Regions from separate parts of the Mus musculus genome. Here region 2 is linked to region 1. Evidence: chromatin contacts called from public promoter capture Hi-C data. All regions are on one chromosome and are shown on one strand. The core of a region is the stretch at or near the end of the contact, and the rest is flanking DNA. Distances in the headings are between cores, read along the strand shown. Region 1 holds the start of Nudt8 (nudix (nucleoside diphosphate linked moiety X)-type motif 8). Region 2 holds the start of Fibp (fibroblast growth factor (acidic) intracellular binding protein).

Evidence for each region. Promoter capture Hi-C pulls out the DNA fragments that hold promoters and counts their contacts.
Region 2: a promoter capture Hi-C map of pre-B cells shows a contact between it and region 1, with 2.0 times the contacts expected there. A contact is called at or near these places in 2 of 39 promoter capture datasets (erythroid cells and pre-B cells).

What each region holds. Positions count from the first base shown.
Region 1 is chr19:3,999,185-4,002,088 of GRCm38.p6, forward strand. Nudt8 (nudix (nucleoside diphosphate linked moiety X)-type motif 8) reads left to right here and starts at 1,396. Exons shown (of 4, transcript NM_025529.3): 1 at 1,396-1,663; 2 at 2,012-2,144; 3 at 2,444-2,521; 4 at 2,612-2,904. The coding sequence starts at 1,470. The coding sequence ends at 2,839. It overlaps Tbx10 (T-box 10), which reads left to right. Exons shown (of 8, transcript NM_001001320.1): 8 at 1-328. The coding sequence ends at 64.
Region 2 is chr19:5,459,251-5,462,154 of GRCm38.p6, forward strand. It overlaps Fibp (fibroblast growth factor (acidic) intracellular binding protein), which reads left to right and starts at 1,357. Exons shown (of 10, transcript NM_021438.4): 1 at 1,357-1,528; 2 at 1,711-1,909; 3 at 2,140-2,266. The coding sequence starts at 1,444.

The DNA.
Region 1 (2,904 bases), core at 146-2,645:
AGCTGGGCTGGGACTCCTGCCCACCTCTGCCTTGTGCTTGGTGTCTAATCAAGCCTCGCAGTGATGGCTGAGTGCTGTGGAAGCCCGTTTCCCCTGTGCCCCACCTCTCCTTCCCTCCTCTGTAAGACATCTCCTAAGGCGAGCAGCACAACTGGAAGCTCTACAGCAGTGGGTTCCTGCCTCAAAGTCAGTCTGGGGCCTGCCAGCCTTGGAATCAGGCCTACTTCCTACTCAAAAGCCCTGAATCATGCCCTGCTGCCTCGAGGATGCCTCCTCTAAATCCTGCTTCGAATGTCCTTCCCCCACATTAAACTGCTTGGCAACAGCAGTCACAGTACTTCTGTCCACAGGAACTCCCAGACCAGACAATCCCATCACCTTTATAAGTCTCCAAAAGCTGTACCCAGAGCACAGGGTGATGATAACTGGCTACACCAGCAAGGCTGCGGTTAACCTGGTGTGTCCCCTATTTTGTGCACCCATATAAGGATGGAAGCAGCTCAGAGAGGTTTCGGCTCACAGTCACACAGCAAAGTACAGCTGACACTCATCATTCTATTTAAATGCGATGCTCTAAGGCTGGTTCTGAGAGCCGGGGGTCATCGAAGTGTGCCTAATATGATAGATAGGGATCACACAGGCCAAGGTAGGGATGGGTGTATACTTGGAGAACTAGAGGTAAAAGGCCAGGTTGAAGTCCTCTCGGTAGTCTGGTGGAATAAGGCTGAGGGAGGCGCGTACTCTTCGTTCTCTTGGAGTGGGCGCCCAGAGGCACCTGATGACTCCGACTGTGCTCCGACCCAGAGCTCTTCCTGTGAGACGTTCTGGAAAGCACGGACACCCAGGAGACGAGAGAAAAGGGGCCCAGAAGATCTTCAGCAGCCAGACATCCCAACTCCCGAACCCGAAGTCAGGACCCATTCAATTCAGGTTACTCAAGCGTTCCGGAGACACAGAGTCCAAACCAACTGTGCCACAGATAGGGAAGTCCCTGGAAAGAAACTCAAGCGAAGCTGGCCGGCTTTTCCGGACACGCCTTCCATCAGCTCTAAGCCAGGTCTTTCCTTTAGGTGGCGCTCTGGTCCCTGTACACAAAACCGCTTCTGCCCTCATCTAGCAAACTCCGCCCCAGATGCCCTCTGTCGCCCAATAGCAGCAAAACCCGCCTTAAGCCACACCCCCGAGGTCTCCGAGGATCTGCATCAGCAGGCCTCGTCTGGAACGCCTCCGAGGTTTCAGCAGCCACTGCCTTGTCCATCTCGGAGGCTCTACCTGGGCAGGCTCCGTACCGCCGGCGTCCGAGGCTTTGCAAGGGCAGTCCCAGGCCTGTCCGCCTCTCATACCGGGCTCCGGGAAGCCACGCCTCCTTCCGGCTCCCACTTAGGTCCCCGCCCCGCGCTGGAGCTTGCGCGCTGCGGCGTTCCCTCCCTAGCGGGCTGATCCCCCACTGTGTCCCGGACGTCTGGGACATGCTGCCTGATGGCCTGTCCGCGGAGGACGAGCAGCGCTGCCGGCAGCTGCTAGCACGGACCACTGCCCGGTTACGCTCGCGGCCCGCAGCGGCCGCAGTGCTTGTGCCGCTGTGCCTCGTGCGCGGGGTCCCCGCGTTGCTCTACACGCTGCGTTCTAGTCGCCTGGTTGGGAGACACAAAGGGGAAGTCAGGTACGCCGGCCTTGCCGGCGCACTACCTGTGGCCCGCATACCCCTCTGAATTTTTCCCTTCATAAACAGGACTCTGCCCCTTACCGTAGACTGGAGAGAGGAGATCCGGGGCTCCCCTTCTTTGGCTTCGCCCTCAGCAGAAGTTGAGAACACCCGGGGACGATATCTGCACCACTGGGACACCATAGGCAGACATGGGGTGTCTGAGCCCTAGCATAGTCTTAGCCAGCTGCCAGACCCTCATGTCGTAATCTATATCACAGTGCCTGTCCCCCTTACTCTAATGGCACAGAGAGCTAAACTGCCTCCTGACGACCTGTGGTCCCAAGATTCCCTCTGCCCATTTAGTTTCCCAGGCGGTAAGTGTGATCCCGACGACCAAGATGTAATACATACGGCCCTTCGGGAGACTCAGGAGGAGCTGGGCCTAGAGGTGCCCAAGGAGCACGTGTGGGGTGTCCTGCAGCCAGTGTATGACCGGGTGAGCCACCCTCATCCTATCACAATCAGTAACCCTAGTGGCCGGGGAAGCCAGCCCCGCTCAGTCCAGGACAGGGTCCAGGAAGGCTTGCAGGGTAGGCTGCATCCCTCTAGGCTTGAGTGGCAAGTGGGAGGTTTCCTGGCGGTATACAGGTAAGGGGAACCTGTGAGGCAGCATGGCAAGAAACCAAGGACCGGAACTGGAGGGCTTCACCATGATTACCCAAGACACCCGGATGGCAGGGTAGGGTCTGCTTCCTAAGTTTGCTCCTTCTGACTCTTCACCCTTCTCCTACCCAGGAAAAGGCAACCATAGTCCCAGTACTTGCCAACGTGGGCCCACTGGATCTGCAGAGCCTTAGGCCCAACCTTGAGGAGGTGAATGGTGACTACTGGGGAGTTGGGCTGTCCTAACAGGGGACTCACAGGCAGTCCTCTGTCCACCCTCTTTCTGTTTCTTGCCTACAGGTGGATGAAGTATTTGAGATGTCTCTGGCCCACTTGCTGCAGACACAGAACCAGGGGTATACCCACTTCTGCCAGGGTGGCCACTTCAGCTACACACTGCCTGTCTTCTTGCATGGACCACACCGTGTCTGGGGCCTCACAGCTGTCATCACTGAGCTCACCCTGAAGCTGCTGGCCCCTGGCTTCTACCAGCCCTCCCTAGCTGTTCCTGAGCTGCCTAGGGGTTGAGGCCTGCCTGGCCTTTAAGTGCCTCTGCCATCATTTGGCCAGGCTAGTCCAGAACCGATTAAAAG
Region 2 (2,904 bases), core at 107-2,606, 1.5 Mb after region 1:
CAGCAGGCACATCAACAGCTCTGAATGCCTGAAGAGAGAAATTTGGGAGATAGCCCAGGTTTCTAGAACGAGATGGGTGCTGAGGCTGCCACGGAGATAAGAGTACAGGGAAACAGACTGGAGCTGAGAGGGATCTGTCTAGAAACCCTAAAATGTGCTCCGCCTAGGGACCAGAAGTGGAGTGGGAGACCTGGTCTTATAAACCAGGACCTCCTCCAGGACCTCCTCCCCCTGTCTCTAGGTAGCAACCCGCAAGTGCACTGAGATGAACTGGCTTTTGTAGAACTCATTTTCCCCCATTTTTCGAGACAGGATTTCTCTGTGTAGCCCTGGCTGTCCTGAAACTCACTCTGTAGACCAGGCTAACCTCCAATTCAGATATCTGCCTGCCTTCCAAGTGCTGGGATTAAAGGTTATACAGGGTTAATTTTATTAGTAATTATAGCCAGTAAGCTATATTTATGTATTATACAACAGTGCATACATATGTAGAGATCAGGTGATAAGGACTAGGTATACTGGTGGTTCCTATCCTGTAATCTCAATGCTTGGGAGGTTGAAGATCAAAGACTGCTGCCAATTTAGACTAGCCTGGACTACAAAGTAAGACCTTGTCTTAACAAACAAACAAAACAAAACCTGGAGCTGGTTCTTTCCTTACACAGTATGGGTGCAGGAGAACGAACTCAGGCTTGGTGGCTCCTGTGTAAATCTTTTACTGCCTCATGAAAAGACAAAGAAGACAGCCTTACTAGATGGGTGCCCCTGCAGATACCTACTTCCAGGCAGAGCTCTGAAAGACTTTAAGTGAAGTCACTAGCTTGTGTGTGGGTGTAGTATGTGGTGAAAAACTGGGGCTGGAGAGAAAGCTAAGTGGTTACAAGCAAGGAACCACAACCATATGTGCAACTAACTCATATTTGCCTGTAAATTTAACTCCAGGGGACCTGATACCTCAGGTCTCAAAGAACATTTGCACTCACACGTACACACCCTCTCCCCACATACACATTATTCAAAACAATAAAAATAAATACACTCCGGGAACAAGAAAAATGGTCATCTGTCTGTCTTATGGACAATGGAAGTAAGGGCCACATACACCTAGCAATCGCTACGATAGAACCTTGGAAACATTCTAATTTAGGATACAGGTCAAAACTGGGAGGCTCTGAGAAAACTGAGAAGATGGGAGTGACAGAAGGGGTTAACGGGAGAATCTGCAAGACAGGGTAGACTGAGAGAAGACTATCCCGACATCTTCCGAAAAACCGTTCACAGAGCTGAGCGGTGTCTCACTAGCTCCGTCCCGGAAGTGGTCCTTCATCAGCTCCGGGTGCCCGGAGCAAAATCTCCGAACTCCCGGAAGTCGCTCTGCGGCTACTCGCCCGGCCGGGGCCCGTACAAGCTCCAGCTTCGGGCGAACCCGGCCCGGGCATCGTCATGACCAGCGAACTAGACATTTTCGTGGGGAACACGACCCTTATAGATGAAGACGTGTATCGCCTCTGGCTGGATGGTTACTCAGGTCTGTGAGCCGCCCTCCCGGGAAGCTGTTGTTGGGGATCGGGAAGAGGGGGCGTGGCTAGGATTTAGGCTTGGTTTAGGGAAGTGGACAGACTGCGGGAAGTCGGGGAAGTGTAAGGATTGGAGGTGGAGGTGGAACCCCTGGAGGGCCTCTAGGGTCTTATGGTAGCGCCCACTCCTCAGTGAACGATGCAGTGGCTCTGCGAGTACGCTCCGGAATCTTGGAGCAGACGGGAGCCACCACAGGAGTGCTGCAGAGCGACACCATGGACCACTACCGCACCTTTCACATGCTTGAGCGTCTGCTGCACGCGCCGCCGAAGCTGCTGCACCAGCTCATCTTCCAGATTCCTCCCTCCCGACAGACACTCCTCATCGAGAGGTGCTCACCAGGGGTGGGGGACGGGGGTGGGTACTGGCAGGGATGTCAGTCAATCTGACTTATACCCATTTTGTAGACTGAAGCTGAGTCTGGGGGGAGGGTATTGGGATATACACAGGGGTAGATGGGGTGAACTCAGGAAATTAGAAAATTGAGAACAAGAGAAACCAATTCCAAACTCCCTTCTCCTTCCCTAATGGATCACCAATAATGACCTGTGCCTCCACAAGGTACTACACCTTTGATGAGGCCTTTGTTCGGGAGGTCTTGGGCAAGAAGCTGTCCAAGGGTACCAAGAAAGACCTGGATGACATCAGCACCAAAACAGGAATTACTCTCAAGAGCTGCCGGAGGCAGGTGGGTTCTACACATAACACCACTACCTGTCTAGCCCACCTCTGGATCCTTCTTACTACTCTAGCCCCACCTCTAGCCCGTGGTCTAGCCCATGATTGTGGAACCAGTTCCTTCTTCATATAAACCCTCTCCTCCCTCCACCTCCCCTCTGGCCAGGCGGACCAGGCTTAGGCTCAGTCTGACCGTGGCTTTCCTTTGCTTATAGATTTTCATTGGCTCCCACTGTCCTCGACCTTCAGACTCAGGTTGGGTCACTATAGACCTCTCTGGACTTAACATTTCTTGAGCCCCAAGTTTGTTTTTGTTCATGGTACTCCTGCCTAGAAGATGCTGTTCTTGGCCACATCTATCCCTTGAAATCGACAAGGGAGCTAGATCCTACCTTATCCATGAGCCGTTTTGGTAGCATTCATGCCTTGTCTTTAAGGGAGAAGTACCAGGGTGTAAACTGGGCGCAGATGGCTATGGGTATGGGTCTGGGCTCTTGCTACAACCTTTATAGGCCTTGAGTGCCTTTCCTTTGTGTCTAGAATGAGTTCGTGTGTGTATGCTGCTTGGTTCACTCCAAGTTACTCAGGAGAATCCGTTCTAATTCAGGCTCTTGAAGAGCCAGAGATTGACGGTCGTGATGCTAAATT